2 separate regions of the Zea mays genome follow, and region 1 is linked to region 2. The links are chromatin contacts, called in public Hi-C maps. All regions are on one chromosome and are shown on one strand. The core of a region is the stretch at or near the end of the contact, and the rest is flanking DNA. Distances in the headings are between cores, read along the strand shown. Region 1 holds the start of LOC103629820. Region 2 holds the start of LOC103629816 (protein SHORT ROOT IN SALT MEDIUM 1).

Region 1 (6,691 bases), core at 1,996-4,495, 360 kb after region 2:
GTATGTGCATAAGAGACAAGCTTCATCCACATGATGCTCGCAAGAAACATTAGCACAAATCCAGATAGTACTGCTGAGTCACACCTGAAATTTTTCGGAATATGACTGAACTGATAATCCATAATTGATGCATGGGACAATATCTTTTCAAGTAACATTTCTTGGCAATTATAACAAACTTAAACTAAACAGCATAAGGCATCAACCATACAACATTCTTAACTCTTGCAGTCTCACAGAAAATATAATCAATGAAAAGGTAACTTGCTCCTAATGGCTCTTTTTGAGAGATAACAATTGACTCAACCAAAGTCTACTACTTGCACATCAACATCAGAAATACTACAGTTTGTTTATTCAATTTCCAAGCATGTGAACAAATATATCCAATTTTTCTTGTACAATGGAAAGATCAGCTTCATGTTAGGAAAGGGGTTACAAGCTAGAAGCTACATGAAAGAAACAAAATATCTGCATAATAAAATGTGTATCAATATTGATGGACTAACAAATCTTCCCTATTAGATGCAGTCAGTGAACAGATCAAGACAGAGTAAGATAGTAAGGATTTCTTCTACTAGAGATAAATGAACATTTGCAATAGATTTTTATCACCAGATACATTTTTTTCTTGAATATGCTGGAGAGTTGCGTTTCTTTGTATTATAGTGTGGAGTCACCAGATACAATTAAATAAAAGTGTTATGTAGCTACCTTTTTATCCACCCAATTTGCATAGTATAGTACGTATCTTGAAGGGAAAGACTAAATGTTTGGGGCACAATAATGTAGTTGGCCACCATACCATGAAGTACAGCAAATTACGAACAAGATTAATTGAATGTATTCCATACCATGAAATACTAGAGCTCAACGAATGTCAAAATAAGATGCATCCAAACAAACTGCAAAGCAGAAAGAAATGCTTACTTAAGAGTCACAACAACTGGATAGACAATGGCAGATGTTGTAATAATGATATGGAGTAGAATAACCACCTGCAAGAGGTGTATAGAAGTCATAAACGATAAATGGCACCTGGAAGATGCAGAATAGAGGACTGTCTAGTTTTACATCTAATTCAATCCTCAACACTTATACCTAAGAAATAACAAAAGAGAACTTCTCTACAAAATACTACGCAATCTTGTGAGTCAAACTTACATGTTCACCAATGAGCTTTCTTGTGATCAGCTTCTCAGCCATGAGTGCAACTAGTGGGAAAACTGGTAGAGTGAGGCTGAAATTGACAGATTGATTACTCCACAGTTCTTATTTGAAACCCATCTGAATTAAAAATGACAACAATTTCTACCAGCACATTAGAAGGGGCCAGTCACCCAGCGATCTTGCACTAAACCAAAATCCAGCTCTTATCAACAGGCCATACTGCACCAGCCAATTTAAATAAAACACAGAATGTGTCAGATTTACACTAGACAAATGCGCAGGAAGAAGACCAGATGTATTTCAGAAGGAGATGGATTGAGGGATCTGTAAATGAAGGTGAGGAAAATGAAAAAAGAAAGAAAGTAATAAACCTTCATTAAATTCTCAATAATGAGTCTGCTGTTCACTGCGATCAGAACAACAATGCATAGATTCAGAAGACCAGCATGGCTCTGCAATCAGGAGAAGTGCTTAGTTTCAAGACTTCAATTCTCCAGAGCAACCAATAAATACGGTTTGCAAAAAATAAGGATGATCTCAGTTGAAGTACAAGATAAAATGATATATGGAATACTGATATATTATAATCAAGTTAGCATGGACTCAATTATCAAAGCGTTGTCCACTGTGTAATCCCAGGAACCATGTAGGAGGCATGTGATGTATAAATATTCATGCAACTAACAGAGGATTATTTATCATCCAAATAAGCACTCCTACCTTCAAAACAGATTTAGAGTATGTGCAGAAACAACAAAGTCTAATAAAAGTATCACTAGAAAATTACGTCTCACGTGTTTCTGCTGTGATTTGAGCCCTATTAAGATTACACTGGGAAAAGGGCTCCGAGAGTAGCAAACAAAAATAATGTCAATGACAATAAAAATTGTCTAATAATATACCTATTAAAAAATGGAGGGCTAACCAGTTAAAACTTACAAGTGGTCCAATACAGTTCTATGTAGGTGCACAGTTATATGGTCCTCAACAAGAAGCAATGCCCCAAGCAGGAAAGCCAAGGTGTACAAACAATGTAACACGCATTGTAGTTAGAAAAGTCAGCATTAATAATACTGGGGGCACTGCAGGTGCTGTCCCAACAACTGTCCACATCACTATAGTGAGTACCGCCAACAATGAATTCAATGATTCATTCGCTCATCCAGTCATCCGTTTCGACAAGCCAAAGCTCCTCCAGTGGTAACGGTTACGCTCGTTGTTTGCTGCTTCAGCCGGCCGATGCCAAATTCTGCGTGGCATGCATCTGGCACCCGCGCACCGGCACTGGTCCCCCTGATCCCAAAACAAGTAAACACCGACCTCAATCGCAGCAGCATATGCCCCCCACGAAACGAATTGTGCCCATTCGAGTACACGCGCACAATCTATCCACAATTCCGAAGCCCAAGGCCCACAATAAAACATCCGTGCGCGCGAGATGGCAACCGGCAGTGTTAAGCTACCGATAGCACAAAGTGTGATTTGAACACACACACACACACACACACCAACCAAAAAAAAACAGAGGCAGAGTTGACTGGAAGCAACAAACAATTTGCAGGATTTTGCAACTGGCGTGGATCGAAGCACAAGCGCGGGGATCAAACAATCGCTTACAAACAGCGAGCCTAAAATTCGCGTCTCCTCACCTGCCGGAAGATGGCGTCAGAGCTGAGGGGGCTCTCCTTGACGCGGCGGTGGGCGGGCGCCGACGCGCGGTAGTATAGCATCTCGTGCTGCTGCTGCTGCTCCTGCGGCGGCGGATTCGTCGGCGGTTGCGGCTCGCCGTTCTCCCGCAAGCCTACCGAGGAATCGCCGGCAAGGTCGCCGGCGTCGGCTGAGGGGGCGCGGCGGAGGCGAAGGGAGGACGAGTCGCCCGCGTCGCGGCCAGGGCCGGCGCGATCGGAGGCGGCAGGCATGGAGGGGGGCGGGGCCATGCGAGGAAGGTTCCAGAAGGTGAGGGAGCGGGGCTTTGGGGGTGCGATACTTTGGGGCAGCGGTGGCGGTGGCGACCTTGGTGCCTGGTGGGGAGGGGAGGAGCCGAGGTGCGTGTTTTGATGCGGGTGTTGGGCTGCGCGGCGGCTGACGCACAAAAGCGCGGGGGCGAGATGGCGGCCTCGAAAAGGGGACACGTGGACGGGCGAGCTTGCCAGGCGTCCTCACCGTCACCGGCTTGGTTGGAAGGGTCCGGTCGGGCGAGTCGTCGCAGGCAGCAGTCGGGAGCGGGGAGCCTGTCTGTCTCGTTTGATCGATCGTTCCAGCCGCGTTGAGGCTGAGGATGGCACGTCCCTCTTGTGGAACGTACCTAAAGATGGGAGAAAATCAAACTTGGCCATGGAGATTTGTGTGCTCCGGAAAATCCACACCTGTAAGCACCACCTATATCATTAGTAAACGTGCCTCGTACAAAATTTAACATATTTTAAAATCAGGATTCCTACAAACATTCAACACGAATTGTTCTAAAACTTACATGAGCGAGAGTGAACCGTTGATCAGGGTTATTTATGTAGAACATGTTTGGTTGCCATCATTAAGGAGTGTTTCGGAACACATTTTTAAAAATATCACAGTATACAAAATGTCATGACGTAATATTATTTTTTATTATATTAAAGTATCAATTTCGATAGTAGTTCTGCGTCATATTTTAAAAAAACATCCTCATATTTCTTTATAAACTAACATGCGGTTCTCTTTTTCATCTATCCGTAGTACGTACGCACACAACAGGCTTCGCTCAGCCATGCGGCATCCCTGGTGTCTCGTCCATTGGGTTTATCGTTTCCCAACGACTGCACGAACCCTCCACGCACAACGCGGGGTCTACTCCAGACTCATCGTGCTCTGACGCCCCACGATCTCCCAACAGTAGCGAGAAACCTCCACGCACAACACGGAGTCTATCGTGAACCCAACGCACGCGGACCGTCCGGTGAAATCCAGTCTAGCCCAAGTTTGGCTCTTTTGAGCCAAACCCCTTCACTTCTTTTTTACTCTCTTTTTAATGATTCCTATTATTTAGACAAATATAGTTAGCAACAAAAATAATTGACTAAGAGCTAGAATCATACATTTATCACTTCATTTCAAAATGGTTTGCAATATGCTCAAGCTAAGTCCAAATAATGCCACTTTACTTTCACAAACAAGTTAGTAGTCAAACAAAGGTACAAGAAACAAAATATAGTGTAAGTGCAACTTATTCAAATACTTAAACCTTCTGTTTTTATAGTTTTACCCAAGGTTACACTTTTTGTCTTCCAATCCAACTCATTTTGGACTTCACATATTCAATTTTCTTGACTTAAACCTGTGCTCATGCTCATATGAACAATGTTAGTTAAAAGTGGTGTGTTGATCATTTAATCACCAAAACAACTAGAAATTGCCCAAGGCACATTTCCCTTTCAATCTCCCTCTTTTGGCGATTTATGCCAACACATCTAAAGCAACTCAAAGCTACTAACATAACTAAATATGAGCCAACTTTTGCAAATTGAAGTCAAATCAAACAACAATTGAATAAGTATAGGATTTGACATATGTGGATCATTTTGCCACCACTCGTTTTGAATTTTGCAATCAAACTCAATTTTCTCACTTTTAAGTCAAAAACTCTTTTAGTTTTGCAACTCAAACAATTTTTAGAAATTAGTTTTGATCAAGTGTCAAAAACTCCCCCTTTTCCATAATAAAGTCTTCTCCCCCATAAGAGAATAGTTTTGCAATAAGAGAGCTCCTCTTTGCAATCAAAAAGGTCAGGATAGAGTCGAGTCGGACTTGGCTTACTCTTGTTGTGAACGTCCTAGCTTCTCCTCCTTGACATATTGGCCTTTCCCAAGTTCTTGCTAGCCCTCTCTAAGGTTCCTAATCATCAAAAGATTCACGACACCAAGCATAAGCTCTAAAACACTATTGACTAGGTTAGAACTAACTTGGAGATTTAGCTGTTGTGCACCTGCTCGTGTTGCCGGTCCATACATTGTTTGTATGGGAGTGAAGTCCTCATCAAACTGGGATCGCCACCACCTAGAAGAAACTAGGTCCCTCTAGGGTGGTCTCAAGGACTTCGTCTTCATCCACATTTTCCCTTCCGCGGTGGTTGTCGAAGGCATGCGCCCTTTCGTCGGGTGTTAAGGCGGTGCCTTTGCTCCGTGGCATAGGCCCGCTCAAGGGTGTCTTTGCTTGCTGAAGATCCCTTGTCTGTTGGTGCCTTCGCTATTAGTGAGCCCCCTCTTGCGCGGGCCTTCATATAGTCATTGTTAGTGGAGACCATCGAAGGGACCTTCGTTGGTGCGGGTCTGGCGAAGTTCTCTAACGCGTGGAACACTGCACTTAAACATGGGTTACTTTCGGCCTACGCAGGGCTGATCAAGGTCGGGTTCGGCCTTCGCTCCAATAATCACCGCACTCCAATCGCCATCGAGCCATATAGATGCTGATTGCCAAGAGTAACAAGCACTAGACTTTTACTTGGCTAAGATAAGCCTAATGTGGGTGGTGGATGCACACAAATCTCTCTTTAGGCACTAATGAGGTTGCTAATAACAAGATCCACAATTCTCTAATCTCCTCACGGTGCTAAGCGTCTTCGTTTCTCTCAAAAGGTTGCTTTAGCTATTGAAAGGGGCAAGACATCTTAAGAAGCAATGGACACATCCGGTGTTACTGCAAACTGTGCAAGGCATGCTTTATCTATTTTTTGTGTTTCCTTCCAAATTTTGTGTGGGCTATCTTGGATTATCAGTGAAAGTATCCTGGGGGGGGGGGGTGAATAGGCGGAATCTAAAATTTACAAACTTAAGCACACACTACAAGCCGGGGTTAGCGTTAGAATTAAATTCGAGTCCGAAAGAGAGGGAAAACAAATCAACAAGGAAATAAAGCGAATGAACACGATGATTTGTTTTACCGAGGTTCGGTTCTTGCAAACCTACTCCCCGTTGAGGTGGTCACAAAGACCGGGTCTCTTTCAACCCTTTCCCTCTCTCAAACGGTCACTTAGACCGAGTGAGCTTCTCTTCTCAATCAACCGGGACACTAAGTCTCCACAAGGACCACCACACAATTGGTGTCTCTTGCCTTGATTACAATTGAGTTGGAAACAAGAAAGAAGGAAGAAGAAAAGCGATCCAAGCGCAAGAACTCAAATGAACACAAATGTCACTCTCTCTAGTCACTATTTGATTGGAATGAACTTTGGACTTGGGAGAGGATTTGATCTCTTGTTTTGTGTCTTGGAGTGAAGTCTAGAGCTCTTGTATTGAATGCAATGGCTAAAAACTTGGATACATTGAAGTGTGGTGAAGGACCGTTGGTGAGGGCTTCTGTCGTATGGCGCACCGAACAGTCCGGTGCGCCACCGGACACTGTCGAGTGCGCCAGCCACGTCACCAGGCCGTTGGGTTCCGACCATTGGAGCTTCTGACAACTGGGCCACCGGACAGTCCGGTGGTACACCGGACAGTCACTATTCACTGTCTGGTGCGCCTTCTGGCGCTGCTCTGACTTCTACGCG
Region 2 (7,342 bases), core at 3,070-5,569:
ACTGATTTCAGCAATAACACTGACAAACACAGGTTTCTTTTTACCTTGCAAATATATTCTCTCTTTATTTCTTTAACAGGTGAACGATGCCTTCAGCACAACAAATGAAAATGTTAGTTTAAAAGCTGCACGAAAGACGAAGCAGCAACCTATTTCATCCACAAAGCTGCAGAAGAAACATGGAAGTCCACCTATGCCCAGCATCACGTCGAGGGGAGATTCGCCGCACAGGCTTCTCAGATCTAAGAGAAGAGTGTCGCCGGTCACCAGGACCTCTAGATGGAGTGTGCTCCCGCCTTGGATCAGCTCCGCGCTTCCTTTCCCGCTCTCTCTCCTTCTCCCGGCGCTCACGAAGGCGTTCTCTTTCACGCTCTCTTTCATGTTCGCGCTCCCTTTCTCTTTCGCGTTCTCTTAGTAGTCTTTCAAGGTCCCTTTCCCTTTCACGTTCTCTTTCTCTTTCACGGTCTCGAAAATCCCGTAACTCACGTTCACGTTCCCACTCAAGCTCTTTCTCTCTTTCCAGTATTAGGTCCCTTCGGCGCTCTTCATCTCTTAGATCCAATTCACGACGAGAACCGATCCGATCAATTCTACGGTCATCAATCATTGATACACCTGGATGTACATGGGGTAAGATGCTATCTCGGTAATCAGGATCCGAAGATGGATGGAGCAGGCCTTTCCCTGAGGCATAATCACGTCCAGGAGGAAGACCTGCACCAAAACCAGCACTTGATGATCTTTGTCCATAGAGGCTGTCAATGTTTGTCCTCGGAGCTCCTTCCAACAATGAGGCTGCTTGCTGTCTTCCATATGGAGTAGTCCCAAGAATGGACATGTTGTGGTTATCAGCATCAACTCTTCCATATACACCAATTTCCTGGGATGCTTGATGAACTGGAGCAGACCTTCCTGCAAAGTAATCGGCTTGTCTGCCAGAAATGCATACTATACTCAGTGCATGCGCTATGTTCTATTGCAGTGATAAACGCACAAATGATTGTTACTGAGTAGTCTTCCAAGAATATCAATGAGAAGAACCAAAACAGCTAACGGAAACAAAGGCTACAGCAGAAATAATTTACCAAACACATGGTCATTCAATTGATGCACTGTTATATCATGAGTGACAGTAAAACTCTAACAATAACTAACAGCCTTATAGATTCATTTCATATAACCTGACTGAGATAGTATACCTCGTATCAGATCCAGGCTGCAGCTGACCTTTCAAGAGCTGCTGATGGCGCATTGATGAACTCTAGGAAATCAAAAGGATTCAATAAACGACATGCTATCAGAAAGAACAAAACAGTGCTTTGTAAGTAAGGAAACAAAAATCTACCTGCTCCATATGATCATAAACTTGTGAAAAACAAAAGGATTGCAACAGTGCACTGGTTATTTAAAATATATAGGGAGAAAAGCAAAAAAGAAAAACAGAGAAAGAAACCTGATGACCAGCAGCTATCTGATCAGTGTATCTTCTATCCAAATCACTGAGACCATCCCTTCTACCAAGATTGGCCGAGTGTTCACCATACATACGTCTCTCTAGTGGATAATCTGTGCCATATTGGTCTTGCTTCTGTGCATAACCTCGCACAGCCATATAGTCATCATTTGGTCTTGCCAGGCCAGACCCCACAGGTGCAGATGTGAACTTGGATGACTCAGTGAGAGAAGTTGGACGATTTGGCAAGCTAGGAAGACTTGAAGAAGCTGGACCTTTGCCACCAAGTCCACCAACCTGTTGGAAAGAACGAGGATATTCAGTTGAGATATTTGCCAAAAAAAATGTGGGAACCACATGCAACTGCAACAGTACAAGTTGAAGATCACAAGAAGTGAACTCTAACCAATAAGAGAAAATGACTGAAACAGCTGAAACATGTGATTGGCAGGGATTGACATGAAGGAAGGGTCACTTGAGTGACTAAAACAAGGGTTAAACAAAGCTCAAATAACAGAAATGCATATGAATGGTTATGGTAGGCACAAATTCCTTCATAGACTCATAGCAGCCACTATTCAGGGTACAAACTTAGTATCATGGTTTTAAATAGCCAGATATAGATGTGTGGCATATGATGTTGTGGGTGTACTTAATTTTGGCACCTTGCCATGCATTACAAATGCAACTAAAAACCTACAGACACAAATCAAGTTCTTATCATTGCAATATACAGCCAACAATCCACGAAGAGAAGTAGAAATGCTATTTGATGTTTGCTGAGTGTAAAAGCTATGAAAGAAGTATCATCCTGGCCCTTAATATAGAAGAAATTACAGTTGGAGAACAATCAAACAGATTAATATCCCAAATGGTACAGAGCAGCTGCCACAAAAATAAATAGGATAGCTACGGGGGTGCGGAGATAAGACATGGATTTCTATTTATAGCTGGTAAATAATGACAACTTTGATGTTATTCTGTCTACGAAACCAGTGTTAAAAAAATCCGTCTACTAAGGGAACACTTAGGCTCTAGGTGGTGATCAGAAGCTGCAGTTAGGGCACAATCAGCAAGGCTAGGTGGCCAATTAGGCAAGCAAAGGTGATTAACAGTCCACAACACATAACTCCACATCCCCGAAAAACAAAAAAAAAATCAGCTCACATATGACACAGCTTCTGAAATACTGATCCCAACCTGCATAGTACAGAACATCAAGTCCCAGCAGATTCTGCTGCTGAATTGTCGGGGAACAAATCAAGTAAAAAACAACCAAAAAGGTAATAACATAGGATAAGTTAAGATTTTTTTCCAGTTCAATAAAACTGTATCTTAAGACTCCAAAACTGGACATAAAATGCCAGCTGGAGGTAACAAAGCTTAGCATGTTTTGTACAGGGGAACCTAATAAATGGATTTTTTGTTAACCAACTTCTCTTTCTGGAAGCATTTCCTGTTCCAAGATGTGTAGGACCTGATACAGATTTTGCTTAAGTTATTGCACAAACTGTTATAACAATATCGGTTACTGGAATTGATGGTATTTGTTTTGCATAATCCAAACAGAAGATGACCTTTTGCACCTAACTTCCAAAAATAAATATTTCATTGTCCTTTAATCTTGTGTTTCAAATTGCAGAGCATTACACAATAAGACAGAATATGTATTAGGAATGTAAAACAAGATTTTAGAATTCAGATTAGCAAGAAGGATAGCCAAGCACACATAGAAATTCTGCCAGCAATACTTCACAAAGATTTAATTGACGTAGCCTGGAATCAACAATCCCAAATGTCCATGTTGATCCATCAAATTTTCTAATGCCAAAAACAATGCAACTTTGTAACATTTTGACCCTATAACTACAAACTAAAGTACCATACCAGCAGCTTAAAAACTTCAATATTTTCCTTGAATCAAGGTTCCTCACTGATACAAGCAACACAAAAACAAAAAACAAGCTACACGACAAGTGCGCCAAACATATCAATGAGTGAGAATCAACACAATGGATAATAAATTTGTGTGATGAATTACATATTTCATCTAGAAAACAGCAAAGAAAAGAACAAAGCAGTTATAGTTGACCACCTGTTGGGTGCCATACACTGATGCATAAGGCCCTCCATACTGTGCAGCAGCCCCTTGTCCTCCACGCCCACCAAACCGACCACCATCAGTGCCACCTGCTGCTGTCGGGGCTGCAAATCCAGTGCTACTAGGCTGAAATAGAGAACATGACGGGAACACAAATTATCATTCATAACAAATCTGCGTCCAACAAAAAAACAGCAAGATCCTTCATAGAGCCTTACGATTTGGCTGTACGGCTGCTGCCCGCCGTAAGGCGGCGGCTGCCCGTAGTGGTTGGGCCCTTTGGGGGGAAACATGGCGGACGCACCAGCTTAGGGGCTCTTGCACGGGCACCAGACACGGACAAAACAATCCACGCGCACGAACAAACACCTGCGAGGAAAGAAGGAAACCCTAGATGTTTTAGCACCAAGAACGAACGAGGCTAGGAGTCCAACCAATACAGCCACCGTGTCCGCAGATTCGTTCCGCTGCCCGATGCATGAGCTAGGGTTTACCCACGAGATGGAAGAGAAGGCCAGATGGTGTCGGATGGAAGTGAATCCCCCCGTACGCAGAGCCGTGCCGGCGGCTGGAGCCTGAAGGCAACGGTTGGCAGCGGGAGAGCGGCGAGTGATGGCGGCGGGAGAGCGGCGGGAGCCGGAAGGGTTTCCGCGAGGGGTTCGGAGAACGCCAGCTAGTGGTGTAACCTGTTGCGTTTGCGCCTGTAATATCAGATGCTCGGTTATTATATTTTGCTCGGTTTTCCGTGCCCCTTGCCCTAATGGTCATGGGCCCCTATATTTCTCTCTTTCTACTTTATATTATATTAAAGTATCAATTTTAACGATCATTTTGTATCATCTTTTTATAAATAACTACTCACATCTATTTTATAAATAACTACTCACAACTATTTTAAATTAATCCGCTGCACATGTTTGTCTGATTGTCCCTTCCGCGTAACCATGTAGGGGCCCGCTAGGTTCAACGCTCGCGGGTCACAGCTTCGGCCTAGGCACGACACGTCGGCCTGCTGACCGTGTCAGACCAGCCCGTTAACCCGTCGGGCCATTTGGTTAAATCAACATAAAATATTAAAAAACGGTGCAGGAGATGAGGTTTGAACCATTCCCTCATGGAAGAAGAGCAGGAGACACTCGTTTAAGTCGTCTAGCCATTAAGCATCATACTTAGGTATTTTTAATATTGAATGTAAATTATACAAATATATATATATATATGATTTTTTGTAAAATAGAAAAATATAGCTCAAACGGCCTCTCGGTCGTCATGATGTTCTTGTGTGGATGATGAGCTCCAACCTGCTTCCCTGCTTGACATACGCTACAAATTTCTCAAAATGAACATTGGTTGGTCCTAAAATGTGTTCCCCTTTAGAAGCTTGTGAAGATTCTTTATCCCAACACGAGCAAATCGGCGATGTCAGAGCCAGCTTATGTTAGTCTTAGCAATTAAGCAAGTGTCTAGTTCGGCATTGGTATCTGTCGGAGAGGAAATCTCCGGCCGGGTGGCGGAGTGCACCCGCCCTAAATCCTAAGATGAGGAGGGGCCTAAGCGTTTTGCTTGTTGCGAGATGAAGGAATGAACACAAGAACACGCATGAGTTTAGAGTGGTTCGGGCCGCCGGATCGTAATACCCTTGTTGGGGACCATAATTAGGGGTACCCCCAAGACTCCTAATCTCAGCTGGTAACCCCCATCAGCACAAAGCTGAAAAGGCCTGATGGGTGCGATTAAGTCAAGGCTCGGTCCACTCAAGGGACACGATCTCGCCTCGCCCGAGCCCAGCCTCGGGCAAGGGCAGCCGACCCCGGAGGATTCACGTCTCACCCGAGGACCCCCTCAAGCAACGGACACACCTTCGGCTCGCCCGAGGCCCAGTCTTCGCCAAGAAGCAACCTTGGCCAGATCGCCGCGCCAACCGACCGTATCGCAGGAGCATTTAATGCAAGGGTGGCCTGACACCTTATCCTGACGTGCGCCCTTCAGTCGACAGAGCCGAAGTGACCGCAGTCACTTCGCCGCTCCACTGACCGGCCTGACAAGAAGACAGCGCCGCCTGCGTCACTCCGACTGCTGCGCCACTCGACAGAGTGAGGCTGACAGCAGCCAAGTCCGGCCTCGGGTGCCATAGGAAACTCCGCCTCGCCCGACCCCAGGGCTCGGACTCGGGCTCGGCCCCGGAAGACGACGAACTCCGCCTCGCCCGACCCCAGGGCTCGGACTCGGGCTCGGCCCCGGAAGACAACGAACTCCGCCTCATCCGACCTCAGGGCTCGGACTCGGGCTCGACCCCGGAAGACGACGAACTCCGCCTCGCCTGACCCCAGGGCTTAGACCCAGCCTTGGCCTCGGACGACAGTCTCCGTCTCGCCCGACCCGGGGCTCGGACTCGACCTCGACCTCGGAATACAGACTCGACCTCGACCTCGGAGGAGCCTCCACCTCGCCCGACCTAGGGCTCGGACCGACCACGTCACAAGAGGGGCCATCATTACCCTACCCCTAGCTAGCTCAGGCTACGGGGAACAAGACCGGCGTCCCATCTGGCTCGCCCCGGTAAACAAATAATGATGGCGCCCCGCGTGCTCCATGACGACGGCGGCTCTCAGCCTCTTACAGAAGCAAGGAGACGTCAGCAAGGACTCGACAGCCCCGACAGCTGTCCTTCCGCAAGGCTCCAGCGCTCCTCCGACGGCCACGACACCACATGAACAGGGTGCCAAGACCTCTCCGGCTGCCACGACGGCATGTACTTAGGGCGCTAGCTCCTCTCTGCTAAACACGTTAGCACACTGCTACATCTCCTATTGTACACCTGGACCCTCTCCTTACGCCTATAAAAGGAAGGTCCAGGGCTCTCTTACGAGAAGGTTGGCCGCGCAGGAGGACGGGACGACGCGCAAAGTCCCTCGCTCTCTCCCACGCGGACGCTTGTAACCCCCTACTGCAAGCGCACCCGACCTGGGCGCAGGACAACACGAAGGCCGCGGGTTTCCCCTTTTGCCTGTCTCCCTCCTCCTCTTTCCCCCTTCGTGCTCCGTCTCGCGTCGACCCATCTGGGCTGGGACACACGGCGACAATTTACTCGTCGGTCCAGGGACCCCCCGGGGTCGAAACGCCGACAGTTGGCGCGCCCGGTAGGGGCCTGCTGCGTGTTGACGAACAGCTTCCCGTCAAGCTCCGGATGGGTAGTCTCCAGCAACCTTTCCAACCTGGGACGGTGCTCCGTTTTGGGAGTCTTGAGTTCATGTCCCTCGACGGCAGCTACGACATGATACTCCTTCCTCCGCCGCGCGACAGCGACAATGGCGGTTGTCAGCCCGCCCGCCGGCGGCGGAATCAACGACGTCTTCCCCACGTGGTGGAAGAACAACATCCGAGTTTGTCCCGTCACCTCCCCCGCCGACGGAGGAGGAGGCGGGGCAACCGTGGCCAAGCAGGAGGCGGCACCTCATCGGCTGTCGAGCGAGTCGACGGCGCCGGCGCCCTGACGAGGGACACGTCGGGCGTCGACCTCGCGTCTGAGACGAAGACGAGCGCCGTTTCCCCGCAACACACCAACTCCAAGCGGACGGACGACGCCAGCACGCTCGCGAAGGACTTACTGGGCGTCACCCTCATACCTGAGACGACAGTGCAGTCCGCCCCTGACGTGACTTCGTCACCGCCTGTCGACCAAGAGGTACCGACCGATTCCCATCTCGTGCCTTTTGGATTCAGCCTCGAACCACCAAGCGACCCCGCTTTGGTGGAAGCCTTCATAGAGGCATGCACCAACCCTCCCA

Evidence for each region. A called contact is a pair of places that touch in the nucleus more often than the background predicts.
Region 1: a contact with region 2 is called in a Hi-C map of leaf, with 4 times the contacts expected there. The contact joins the promoter of LOC103629820 here to the promoter of LOC103629816 in region 2. A contact is called at or near these places in 6 of 25 Hi-C or Micro-C datasets (ear, endosperm, leaf and 2 more).

The regions. Positions count from the first base shown.
Region 1 is chr6:115,187,333-115,194,023 of Zm-B73-REFERENCE-NAM-5.0, forward strand. LOC103629820 reads right to left here and starts at 3,246. Exons shown (of 16, transcript NM_001397542.1): 1 at 2,820-3,246; 2 at 1,542-1,622; 3 at 1,316-1,389; 4 at 1,165-1,240; 5 at 931-998; 6 at 1-84. The coding sequence starts at 3,107.
Region 2 is chr6:114,829,481-114,836,822 of Zm-B73-REFERENCE-NAM-5.0, forward strand. LOC103629816 (protein SHORT ROOT IN SALT MEDIUM 1) reads right to left here and starts at 4,320. Exons shown (of 22, transcript XM_008650917.3): 1 at 4,049-4,320; 2 at 3,773-3,923; 3 at 3,549-3,680; 4 at 1,454-1,750; 5 at 1,200-1,261; 6 at 192-932; 7 at 45-90. The coding sequence starts at 3,847.